2 separate regions of the Mus musculus genome follow, and region 2 is linked to region 1. The links are chromatin contacts, called in public Hi-C maps. All regions are on one chromosome and are shown on one strand. The core of a region is the stretch at or near the end of the contact, and the rest is flanking DNA. Distances in the headings are between cores, read along the strand shown. Region 1 overlaps Abtb2 (ankyrin repeat and BTB (POZ) domain containing 2). Region 2 has its middle 30 kb from the start of Gm39895.

Evidence for each region. A called contact is a pair of places that touch in the nucleus more often than the background predicts.
Region 2: a contact with region 1 is called in a Hi-C map of liver, with 3 times the contacts expected there. The contact joins two enhancer-like sites. A contact is called at or near these places in 2 of 15 datasets of contacts at CTCF or cohesin (embryonic stem cells and large pre-B cells), 14 of 484 Hi-C or Micro-C datasets (the G1E-ER4 cell line, embryonic stem cells, extraembryonic endoderm stem cells and 4 more) and 1 of 115 datasets of contacts at active chromatin or transcription factors (embryonic stem cells).

Annotation. Positions count from the first base shown.
Region 1 is chr2:103,700,178-103,707,220 of GRCm38.p6, forward strand. Abtb2 (ankyrin repeat and BTB (POZ) domain containing 2) reads left to right here. Exons shown (of 17, transcript NM_178890.3): 4 at 594-746; 5 at 2,079-2,244; 6 at 4,876-4,965; 7 at 5,454-5,555. Among named protein-coding and RNA genes, the nearest start is that of Nat10, 58 kb to the right of the region's middle. Within about 2 kb of position 3,179, at least 39 of the 459 cell types and tissues checked have an H3K27ac peak or open chromatin away from gene starts, as enhancers often do. A contact at or near this core is called in liver, where this site is marked.
Region 2 is chr2:103,861,075-103,867,141 of GRCm38.p6, forward strand. No RefSeq gene overlaps it. Among named protein-coding and RNA genes, the nearest start is that of Gm39895, 30 kb to the right of the region's middle. Within about 2 kb of position 4,462, at least 15 of the 459 cell types and tissues checked have an H3K27ac peak or open chromatin away from gene starts, as enhancers often do. A contact at or near this core is called in liver, where this site is marked.

The DNA.
Region 1 (7,043 bases), core at 1,929-4,428:
CCTGTTACCTTCTGGGCAGTGTCCCCCAACCCCCAATAAGGTCACTTTCCCTTTCCAACTACATTGCTGGATGGTTTTCTTCTGCTGCTCTTAAATCTGACCCCTCTCCCTCCAAGTCATGAGGATTCTCCTCTTTGGTCCCTTTCCTGCACAATCTAAAAGTCCCGCCTCAGTCTTTATGCCCAGCCGTTAGCTGTGTGGCAATTCTTTACTATCAATCAAAGCCAGCTGGAGGCAGGGGCCCTCAGGTCCAGAAGCACGGCTTTTAGGAGCTGAAATAAGACAAAGCATTAGAACCAATTCTCAACAGAAAACCTGTTGGGTCAGGCCCTGTGCTAAGAAATGAGAAAGGCATCGTTCCTGGCCTTAGGCCATTCGGGATGATGGGACACACGCCATGCTGGAATAGAGTTCTAGGGGCTGTTATAGTAGGCCTGAGAGGTTGGGTGGAGAGAGGTAGTATTGGCACTGTCCTTTCATGGATAAAGCAGCGCGTCTTGCAAGGCTACTTTCTGAGACTGTGTGCTAAGGGGCCCCCTTCTGTGTGCAGGGAACACTGCACCCAGACCTGACCTCTCTCTGCTTCCCCACAGGCCCTTCATGCTGCTGCCACCGCTGATGGAGTGGATGCGGGTTGCAATCACCTATGCAGAACACCGTCGCAGCCCCACTGTGGACAGTGGCGATATCCGGCAGGCAGCCCGGCTACTGCTGCCAGGCCTGGACTGTGAGCCCCGGCAACTCAAGTATGGAGCCCAAAAGAAGTGGGGAGGGGTACAACTTCTCTGTCCCATCACCTATAACACCTCTCTGCTATCTGCTTCTTCTAGTGGCTGGGTGGGCATCAGAGCAAGGCTGTAGGGCACCTGAGTTACATTAAGTATCGTTCAAAAGTTCATATCCCCCATAGCCAAGTGGGGGAAGAGGTTTGTTCTAGGCTTTGTCTGTAATTGCTGTAGTGCTACCCAGCACATACACACCTTTGACTTTGGGCTGGAGTGCACATGGAGTGCGAGTTTGGGGTCCTGGCTGGGGAGGCTCTTTCATTCACTGTGGTTTTCTTGTATCAAACCCTGTGCTGAGCTCTTCTGCCTTGTGCCTGTATCTCAGCCATCATGACAACTTTAAAGAGGGCTCTAGTGCCCTGTAACAAATGAAGAGACTGCAGGTCAGAGAGGAACAGCAGCTTGTCTGCAGAGGTGCCTAAATTTAAGATCATCATGTTCCTTCCCACAGTAACCCCTCCTGTAGACAGGACTGCTGCAGAAGCTGTTCATGGGCCTGCTCCTGCTGGCCAGCCCTAGCCTGGCCTGGCCTGAGGGCTGCTTGAATTTCTGTTTCCTGACGGTGCCCAAACCATACTATAGACATGAATTTTACAAACTTTGACCTAATTCAAAGATTCAGGTAGGAGCTTTTAGGATGCTGTGGTGTGCCCTGTGTAGGTACAGATTTTGTCTATAATGGTTCTTAGTTGAGTTGATTGTTCATAGGATTCTGATTCTCTTCCTGCCTTGTCCTTGATAATTTGGGGTTTTACTGGGCAACCTGAAGAGACAAAGGGAAAATCTAGGCATTGGCAGCAATGCCTACTTCACCACCTGAAGGTCAGCCTGCTTATGCAAGCACTATGCAGTGGCCAAATGCTAAGGCCCAGGCCCGGGCACCAGCCCTGGTCAGCTTTCTCCTCCTCAAGGGAGTCAGAGAATTTGTTCCAACAGTTGACAGATCTCAAGCGCTCAGTCCACTGCATTAGTCCATGTGTAGGAGGCCGAGCTTTGTCCTTTCTATGGCAGAGGTTCTCCACCTAACCACTTTGCTATCTCCAAAGAGTTTACATTATGACTCATAACAGTAAGCCAAATTACACTTAGGGAGTAGCAGTGAAAGTAATTTTATGGTTGGGGTCACCATAACATGAGAGTCTGTAAAGGGCCGCATCAGGAAGGTTGAGAATCACTGCCCCAGGGCAAGACCAGAGCAAGACCAGCCATAGCTGACCCCTTCACAATTCAGCCAGACCCACTGTGCTGTGTGTCACAGTCACACTCACACACCTCTTGGTCTCTCCTGTGCAGACCCGAGTGCTGCTTCAGTTCCTTCCGGAGGCTGGATGCTCGAGCTGCTACTGAACGCTTCAACCAGGACCTGGGCTTCCGCATGCTCAACTGTGGGAGAACAGACCTCATCAGCCAGGCCATCGAGGCCCTGGGCCCGGATGGGGTGAACACAATGGATGACCAGGTACCTTCTGCGGACTCTTCTAGGCCAGGCATAGAGAACTATGCTAGGGTGGGAGAAGCAGTCACAGTCCCTGTATCCTGAGCCTGACTGGGGCTTGCTCAGTCAGCTCTGGGCCTCAAGATCCTGACAGGTGGCCAGTCTGGGTCCCCCAAACCTCCTGGACAACTATGGTAGTGTGGGCTCTGTTTCCCTGGTTGGAAGGCCAGCAGCTATCCTAGATGAGGCCGGGCTGAGGAAGAATCCAGTGAAGGCTTGGACTGTAGACTCGGCAGCAAGCCGTGGGACATAATCACTGGCATGTGAACGGGACTGTGTGCCAGCCACTCACAAGCTCCAGAGAAACCAGGACTCGGGGTGACACTGGTAAAGCGAGAGTAAGAAGCAAGCACCTAAGCCTATCGACCACCTAAGGCCAAGTGCAGCTGGAGTCAACAGCACACGGCAGCTGTAGCAGGAGGATCAGGAGTTCAAGGCCAGCTTCAGCTACATAGTGAATTCAGGGCCAGTCTGGACTACAAAGTGAGCTCCTGTCACAATAAAACTGAACGCTAAGCATCTAGTTCATTGGTAGAGTATTTGCCTAACATGTGCAAGGCCCCTGGTTCAGTTTCCAGCACCAAAAGAAAGAGGAGGAGGAGGAAGAGGAAGAGGAAGAAGAAGAAGAGGAGGAGGAGGGCAAACACAGAAAACAAAGAAAGAGCACATTGATGAGAAGTACCAAGAAGCAAAATGAAGGGGAAGAGGGCAGGAAATACTGGGGTGAACCCTGATTTACAGAAGAAACTATGAAGGCGCCTGCACAGTCAGAAGACTGCAGCGCACACCCGCTGTGGAATGTTTGGGTGACTCTGTTTGATCAGTTACTATGTCCCAAATGATACTGTGTGGTTTGGAAGCCTATCCAAAAGCCTGGGGACAGCCAGGCTGCCATGGAGGGTCACGGCCCGTGTCTTACGCCATGACAGTGCAGCCCAGAGACTGGAGCAGCAGATGAAGCGTGAGGCCAGGAGTGCTTTGTGGGGCTGAAACTGAGCCTGAGGGAGGGTGGGGTTGGGTGCAGCAGAACAGGAAAGAGGGTGAGGCAGCTGCCAGCGAGTGTGGCCAGGCCAGGCTGAGGAGCCACAGAGCGAGGAGTGTCTGCACAGTGGAGAACCTCAGGCTGGTGTCGGTCGCATGCAGGCACAGATGCAAGGCCTCTGTGGGAGCCTTCTTCCCAGTGGGTGTTCGCTTCCTCGGGGCCTGCAGTGTTGAAGCCCAGGCACTTACAGTTCACACTGTTGAAGGCTTTAGTCTACCACATCACAGCTGAGGTATCTTGACAAGATACCCTGCCACCAAAGGGACCTTGCTTTCCTTTCCTCAGTGCCTGCGTGTAGAGCAGTTGGTGGGATCTTCCATCAATGGCAGTACATGTTCACTGTGGTTCCTGTTGATATGATTATTACTGCTGTTGTGTTACTGTCAAAACGATGATGGTTAGCCCTGAAATCTGGGCTTCAGCCCTCCATATGTGCCTAAGGGACAGCATAAAAATGTGGCTTCCTTTCTCCTGCTCAGAGCCTGGTGTATGCTCTGAGTGTATACAGATGTGTGGAGAAAAGCTCATTACATACCTGGTGTGTGTGTGTGTGTGTGTGTGTGTGTGTGTGTGTGGAGTGTGGAACAAAGCCAAGTTTCCATCATGCTGCCACTGGCTTCTCCGTAGCTGCTCAGCATTGTTGCTCTATGAACGCTGGTATTTAGAAACAGATGCATAGGTAAACAGGCTGCTCGCCCCATGATTAATCTCAAGCCATTTCCTTATCTCCAGGAACTAGACAAGGATTTATGAGCTGAGAAGATCTTCTCTCCACACAGATAACCTAATAAATAATATCACAGAGCACCAGACAAATGCTTGCCAGGATCCAGCTGTGGCGTGCACTTTACGCCGTTGCCTTTGCCGTCAGACTCCCAGTCAGGGAGACAACCCTGCTAGCTGCCCCTGTAGATACAGTGAGGGAGTAGACACCTCTTACAGTCTGCTCTGTACTGCTCATTAGCACAAGATATGGTCAGGCACATCTCCTCAGAGACACTGCTGAGCACAAGCTTCAACAACTCAGACCGGGGTTCCAGCCTAGGACCTTGGACAGTTAACTCCCCTTCTCTGTCCCATGCGCATACAATGAGGATAACAATAGAAGCCACACACACATAGTAATAGTACAGTGATTAAAGGGAACACTGCGTGTAAGTCACTTCCTATAGTGAATCCAGGCACTGTGTGCAGTGTAATGTGTTACTGTTAATTACCTCTCACTTGGGGTTGTAAGCTTATCATGTATGTACTGAGCACTGTGTATACTAATGCCCTTCTACTACCAACTGAGACACACATTGTTTCTATCTCTAAGATGAAGAAACTGAGGCCGAGAAGAGACATTGGGTCTGGGATCTGGCTGCACTGCTTGCCACGTAGGCCATATATTTCTCACCCCTATGCTGATGACTCTGATTAGCCTTCCAGTTCCTTGGCCCTGGGAGTTTAAGACACAGGACAGCTCCTGAGGAGCAGCTGGGCAGAGACCTGTGGGATGCGGGATGCTCTGTTCCATGCCTGACAATTTAGCATCTACCTTTGATTCACAGGGTATGACGCCGCTTATGTACGCCTGTGCTGCTGGGGACGAAGCCATGGTCCAGATGCTGATTGATGCTGGAGCTAACTTAGATATCCAGGTAAAAGGAAACCCCTGTCCTAGGCCCTAACCCAGGGAGAGGCTACTCCACGATCTCCAGCAGCCAGGCTGGGCGTGGTATTTAAACTCTGTCTAAAACAAGCCAAGAGTAAGAAAGATGGTGGTCAGAGCAAAGACCACTTTCCTCTGAATTTGGACTGAAGTGGGAGATGAGAAGAGAGAGTGGCCATAACTCTATTTTCATAGCTCTTGTCCTCTATTGATAGGCTAATCCCTAGTTGTCCCTGTCTCTGCCTCCTTCAGATGCATAAAGTGCTCCCCTTCTGTCTTCTCTTGCTCAGGAAGACATCACTTGTTGGCTTTGAACCTTGTCCACACAAATGCTCTCAGAAGACATTACCCAGCAAATGTAGATACACTTCTGTTAACTTCGCCACCCTTGCAATGTATCCCTTTAGCTAAAGTACCTGTGTCATCTGCTCTGGAAAGTCACCTTCCAGGAAATAGTGAGGATTTGTTGTATTTTAGGTTCCAAGCCACTCTCCCAGGCATCCGTCCGTCCACCCCGACAGCAGGCATTGGACCTCCCTGACATTTGCGGTGCTACATGGACACATCTCTGTGGTGCAGGTGAGCTTCCGAGGGTGCACCATGTGCCGCAGCTTCCAAAGTGGGCTTTCAAAGTGGATCCAGCCCCAGCCAGACACTGCTCCAGGCCAGGGTCCACCTGACTGGCAAAGCTCACCTGACTCACCTCAGGAGTGAAGTTAGTGTAGAGTTGGAAGAGGAGAGCCAGGCCTAGCCAGGGCGCTCTCCGGGTGAGTTCTGGAAGACTGGACTTCAGTCTGCTCCATTTCACATTTGCAACCCTCATCTAGCCAGGTGCTCTTCCCTCAGACCTGGCTCTGTGTCACAGTGTCCCTCCACTCCTGTCCCTCCCTGTCTCACAGTTCCTGAGGAAGGGCAGATGGCACAGCTCACATGTAAAGCTAAGCCTCGTTGTTGCCCACCTTGGGTTGGGCTGCTATGGCTGGCATCACAGTGAGGAGATGATGCTTCTAGAAGCAGAAGCTGTGGGCAGAAGAGGCACCAGTGACATGGCACTCAGTTGACGAGTCCTGCAGGACTCCACCGACCTGCACCCTGGAGTGGGCCTCACTCCCTCCCCCTCTTCTAGGACGCAAGGCCTCTGTGGGTAGTAAAATCGGGCCTGCCTGTGGTAGTCAGCGCCGCCTGGCGTGCAGCCAACCCTCTGTAGGTGGTTGTTGCCCAGTTGGCCACTGCACATAGTCTGCTTTGTAGTCACTGCCTTCCCAGGCCTGAGCAGAGTTACTGCCTCCGTCCAGGCTGGGCCTGTGGGCTGTGCCCTGCGCTGGCCTGGTGCCCAGTTTCATCCAACAGGCAAGTCTCCACCCCCACTGCCTCGTCCCAGCAGGGAGCACATCTGGTTTCTGACTGACAAGTCGCCAGCAGATACAGGCTTTCTCCGTGCCCCACCCCCTGCAGGGAAGCTTGGAACTCACCTGGGATTTTTTGTATCTGGTTGCCAGGGAGGGGTGGTCAGAGATTTGAGGTGTGTCTTCAGAAGCCTGGAAGTGTGCAAAGCAAGCCCCCTCAACAGCAGAATGCAGGCAGCACACTTGCCTCCTCTGACTCCTGGCAAAGCTGTCCTTGATGGAATGAGGCCTCTTGCACTCCTGGCTAGCCTGCGACAATCTGCTTCTCCCCACCCCTTGCCACCCCGGGTAGCCGCTGAGCCTCTCCAGTGAGGAGTCCCTCAGTGTGTTGGGCACCATATTGTTTAATCTCAGTAATGCTTCAAGGCAGGCCTCTCCCCCCACCTTGTAGCTAGGGAAGCCTAAAGTTCAAGCCATTCCAGTCAGTGGCCAGCACCGTAGCCCGTTCGTCTACACCTGCTGCTGCTCAGGGCCTTGTTTCCCTCTAGGGCAGTGGTTCTCAACCTTCCTAATGCTGGGACCCTTTAACACAGTTCCTCACGTTGTGGTGACCCCCAGCCATAAAGTTATTTTCATTGCTCCTTCATAACTGTAATTTTGCTGCTGTTACGGATCACAGTGTAAATATCTGTTGTGCAGGACATCTGGTAGACCCAAAGGT
Region 2 (6,067 bases), core at 3,212-5,711, 160 kb after region 1:
CCCTCAAACTGGAGCCTAAGCAAACCCTTCTTTACATTGTTCTTGTCAGGTATCTTAGCATAGAAATGATAAAAATAAGGACGACATATTTCTTTTTTTGTTTGTTTTGTTTTTGTTTTTGTTTTTTTCGAGACAGGGTTTCTCGGTATAGCCCTGGCTCTCCTGAGGACGACACATCTTATGAGTCTTTGAAAAGATATTTTATGGCTTGCTTAAGTGGTTAAAGTCTTCCTACTCATTTTGTACTTACGTTTTAAAAAAGAGCGATAAAGGGGAGTTTAGTTTCTTTAGGCCGGTTAACATTCCTGTAGCCCTCGTGAACACAAGCCTAAAGACATGAGATGTTATAGCTTTCAGCCACGTGGGCACAGGAACCGATGACAGCTGACAGATGGCTCCTTGGGCACGAGTGTTCTTCTTCCCATCCACTAGAGGGTACCTGTATTGGCTAGTTTTGTGTCAACTTGACACAGCTGGAGTTATCACAGAGAAAGGAGCTTCAGTTGGGGATGTGCCTCCATGAGATCCAGCTGTAAGGCATTTTCTCAATTAGTGATCAAGGCGGCAAGGCCCCTTGTGGGTGGGACCATCTCTGGGCTGGTTGTCTTGGGTTCTATAAGAGAGCAGGCTGAGGCAAGCTAGTAAGGAACATCCCTCCATGGCCTCTGCATCAGCTCCTGCTCCCTGACCTGCTTGAGTTCCAGTCCTGACTTCTTTCAGTGATGAACAGCAATGTGGAAATGTAAGCTGAATAAACCCTTTCCTCCCCAACTTGCTTCTTGGTCATGATGTTTGTGCAGGAATAGAGACCCTGACTAAGACAAATTGGTACCAGCAGAGTGGGGTATTCCTGTGACAACCTGACCATGTTTTGGGGAGGACTGAGGAAGGACTTTGGAACTTTGGGCTTGAAGATCCATCCATTGTTAAGAGCTCTGTCGGATGTTGTGTAGGAGCTTGGAAGATAATGTTGAGAACAGTGCAGAAGATGGAGGCCTGGCTTGTGAAGTTTCAGAGGGAAAATTAAAGACTCTTTTCAGGGACATTGCTATTTTGGAGTTTGATTATTCTGTGGTTCTGGTTAGCTGGGACTGAAGAATCAGTTGTGATTAACAAGATACCAGAACTACTAAAGCAAAACCTTTGCATTACTGGGACTATTGATGCTGGTTAGCTGGAGCTAAGAAATTAGCGGTGATTAAGAAGAGACCAGCATCATTGAGGTGACATCTTCTGGAAGTGTTTTCTGAAAGCACAAAGAGGCTGTGTTCCAGAGATGGCCAAGGTTGTACTCCTGCTGCCGTGGGACTTGGTAATATGTAAGGGTCACCCAGGTGGTACTGGTTTTGAAGGCATGAAGGGGTCACGCAAAGCAGCTGAGGCTCGGCACTGTGAGAGGCCATGGAAGGCCATTGGTGAAGGTGCAGCCTCAGTTGCAATTGATGGCCCAGGACTGAAGGGGTCATGCAGTGTTTTGGAGATGCCAGTACCATGAGATGACCACCAAGAGCAGCAGCAGCAGTGGAGTAGAGGCATCTGGAGCCTAGAGGATGACGCGTGTGCTACAAAGGGCATGGCTGGAGAAGTGACCCAAGCCCTTGGAGGAGCCCAGAAGATCGTGAGTTGGATCCCAGACATTGAACGGTTGGAGATTGATTTTTGCTTTTGATTGTGACTGTGCCCTGATATTTTCCCTCTTGAAGGAAGAAACTGTTTTAGTGATGCCCACAGTTAAGAGACTTTTAATTTAAAAAGACTTTGGATTTTTAAAAGAGATGGATATTTTAAAGAGATTGAAATTTTAAGAATATGTAAAGACTGTGGGACATTTAAAGTTATTTAGACCTTGGGGATGAATAAGAATGTAAGGGTTGAGGCTTACTAGTGATGTGTTTGTGTGTCAAGTTGACAAGGGGTCAGTTGTATTGGCTAGTTTTGTGTCAACTTGACACAGCTGGAGTTATCACAGAGAAAGGAGCTTCAGTTGGGGATGTGCCTCCATGAGATCCAGCTGTAAGGCATTTTCTCAATTAGTGATCAAGGCGGCAAGGCCCCTTGTGGGTGGGACCATCTCTGGGCTGGTTGTCTTGGGTTCTATAAGAGAGCAGGCTGAGGCAAGCTAGTAAGGAACATCCCTCCATGGCCTCTGCATCAGCTCCTGCTCCCTGACCTGCTTGAGTTCCAGTCCTGACTTCTTTCAGTGATGAACAGCAATGTGGAAATGTAAGCTGAATAAACCCTTTCCTCCCCAACTTGCTTCTTGGTCATGATGTTTGTGCAGGAATAGAGACCCTGACTAAGACAGTACCTTAGAGTTATCCTACAGAGGAGTTCAGGAAATCATACTTTGAATCTAAGCCAGAAACCGCAGACCTAAAGTATTGATACAAACACACACTTCTGGTACATTATCAATCAAACGCAGCTTGCTAAAAGACATTCCCACCCCCTTTCCAAATTTCAGCATTCTGACAATCTTCAATTTTATGTGCCTAGTCACTTTTGGAAAATGTCCTCATCTTGCTGAGATAGGGGCGTACTGTATGTTTTACAATATGTTAGTCTAAGTATTTTTCAGGTGGAAATTATGATGTTTAAGGTTACTAGAAAGGCCGTTAATTTTATGATCACCAGAACTGGTCCCCTCATCTGTGTAATTAGTGTTTTGTTTAATTGGCTTCATCATGAATAGTCCCACAAAAGACACAAAATGTTATTTTTCTTTCATTACCTTAAACTACTTCCCATTCTCATTCCATGTTCCACTAAGAGGAAACACAGTGCTCCGCAGTAAACCTAAACATTGGAGACAGTCCAGATGGCCACGGGCAGACACAAGGCAGCCCACACTGCTCTGAGAACCAGAGACTGATATTAGCCTATTATGTTATGTACAGGTTATAGCACTATTGCAGAAGTATCAAGAATGCATCTCTAAGACGGTGTTGACTACCCATGCCACGTGGATGATGAACGAGAAAAGAAACAAACATCCTAGCTCTTAAGAAAGTAAATTGCTATGCATAGGGTATACAGAGGAACTTGTAGCCAAATACGTAGAGGGGCAGGATTATAGCCACGGGGGTCTCTCATTCATTTATCATATGGCCTGAGCAAAGGAGTTCAATGTCTCTGGGCCCTGGCTTTGTCCTCTGTTAAAGTGGAGACAATCACCTAACGTGTTATTATATTTTTTTCTTTTCAAGATGAGGTCTTGCTGTGTAGTCTAGGCTGATCTTGAACTCATGATTTCCCCCGTTGTAGCTACAGGGATATCCCACCACACTTAGCTCACACATCTTAATTTTATTGGGAAAACAAGTAAGACTGTGAACAACAAGCTGAACATCTGGTGAACATCTGTTGTTAATTACAGAGCTAGGTATGTGTGGCATTCCTGTGTGCTTTAGTTATGTTTATTGCTGTGATAAAACACCAAGACCAAAAGCAACTTGGTGAGAAAAGGATTTATTTAAAATCATATGTCCCAGTCCCAGTCCGTCATGGAAAGGAGTCTGGGCAGGAACTCAAGGCAGGAAACTGAAGCAAAAACAATGGAGGAATGCTGCTTACTGGCTTGCTCTCCATGGCTTGCTCAGCCTGCTTTCTCAATCCAGGACCACTTGCCCAGGAATGGCATGGCCCACAGTGGTTGGGACCTTTCTACATCAGTCATTCATTTAAGAAAGTGCCCTATGGATTTGCCTACAGGCCAATTTTATGGAAGCGTTTTCTCAATTAAGATTCCATTTCAGGCTGGAGAGATGGCTCAGAGGTTAAGAGCACTGACTGCTCTTCCAGAGGTCCTGGGTTCAATTCCCAGCAACCACATGCCCACTGACTGTGATTCCAGTTCCAGGGGATCCAACACCCCCACACAGACATATATGTGGGCAAAACATGGATGCACGTGCAATAAAAGTAAACATTTTTTAAAAGAGGTTTAATTTTCTAGGTTTGTGTCAAGGTAACAAAACCAAACAGCACACTTTGTATCCTTCATGACTATCTTAGTTACTTTTCTACTGCTGCAACAAAACACCACGACCAAGGCAATTTATAAGAGAAAACATTTAGTTTGTGGCTCATGGGTTTGGAGGGAGACTGGCAGGAAACAGGCAGTGCTGGTGCTGGAGCGGGAGCTGAGAGCCTACGTCTTTACCTGCAAGCAGGAGCCAGAGAGACACTGAGAATGATGTGGGTTTTTGAAACCTCAAAGCTTGTCCCCAGTGACACACCTCTTCCAATAAGACCACCCCTCCTAACCCTGCTCAAACAGCTCTACCAACTGGGGACTAAGTATTCAAACACATGAGCCTATAGGAGCCATTCTTATTGAAACCATCTCAACGACCAACCATCTGTGCCAGCCACCAGTGGGATGGCACAGACACACTATTCTGCCTGGCTTGCAATCTCTGCTCTGCAGTTTGGATTTCAGCATGGCTTCTGCCTGCCTCATCTTGGCAACCTGTTTGGCACTGGCTGTGGTTTCTGAGCCCAGCTCCCATCTGAGTCTGGGCTCAGCAGCTTTCCCAGTTATCAGCTTACTCACAGATTTGCTGGAGAGACACCTTTTCAGCCGTTCTGGGCTCCCAGCCTGTTTCCCAGGGAGGAAAACTCTGTCTGAAGTTGGTTAATCACCATGCATGAGAGGTCTGCTTCAACCACCAGGCCCCAGTATTTCCATAGAAAGAGAAACTCAGGTCACCGTAAGGAAAGGTTCCTCTTTGGTGAGTGAGGTCCTACATGCCAGGCAGCCAAAAACTACTGGGTTATCTAGAAAGTTGGATTGGGGGACGGGGGGATGGGAGCTGCAAAAGTTAAGAATACTTGTTACTCTTGCAGAGGAGCAAGGGTCTCAGCATCCATGTGACCATTAAAAAAGCCTGTGTAACTTCAGTTCTTGATGTTTCAGTGCCCTCTTCTGGCCTCCTCAGGTACTGCACACCAAGATGCACTTGGTGTACAGCACACACTTCTACCATTTTTTTTAAAGATTTATTTATTTATTATATGTAAGTACACTGTAGCTGTCTTCAGACACTCCAGAAGAGGGAGTGAGATCTTGTTACAGATGGTTGTGAGCCACCATGTGGTTGCTGGGATTTGAACTCCGGACCTTCAGAAGAGCAGTCGGGTGCTCTTACCCACTGAGCCATCTCACCAGCCCACTTATACCATTTTCACCTTAAAATTACATTTATTTATTTATTCATTTATTTGCTATTATACACACATGGACATGTGTACCACGATGCATGTGTAGAGGTCAGAAGATACCATGTATATTCAATTCTGTATTGAATTCGGGTCATCTAGCTAGGTGAAAGTGCTCTTTCCCGTTCTTGCTGGCCTCCTGAGCATTTTAAAGAAGTGTTTATGTAAAGGAAGAAAGAACACAGAGGAGGGCAAGGAGAGAAAAGAAATAGTACACAGAAATGGATCCGTGGAGAAATGAGGGCCTGGAACCCAGAACCCACCTTCCATTTCATCAGGAAGGCAGGTATGTGCAGGCTTGGCATTTTGTGTCAGTTATGAGAGTCCCCAAGTCCTTGGGACAGTGAAATTTGGTGATATTCACCCTTGAGGACAAGTCTTGGATTAAGGAGGGACCTCAGGGTCAAGTCAGATGCAGATTGGCATGAGGTGAACCAGAGGGAGATCTATAAGTTGAATTCCAGTCTTCCCTCTCCAACTGTAAACATATGGGTAAGCCAGGCTTGTGAGTGGGCTTCTGCCTTCTCTGCCAGGAGAGCGGTGGTGGTGGTGGTGGTGGTGGCATTCGTGGATATGTGTGTGTTTTTCAGATTTCCAGAGAAGTGCCGTTTAAACTAAATCTTGAAGGGATTGACTTGGGGCTGCTAAGGTGAGATTTTTGCTACCATCTCATTTTGTTTGAGTACAACTAGAGAGAAACAGGGCCGGGTGAACTACCTTGATAACCCGAGTTCAATTTCTGGGACCCAGAAGTGGAAGGAAAGAACCAACTCAGGTAAATTGTCTTCTGACCTCCATACTCATGCCCACACAACTCCACCCCCCACCCAAGTCAAAAGAAAAAAAA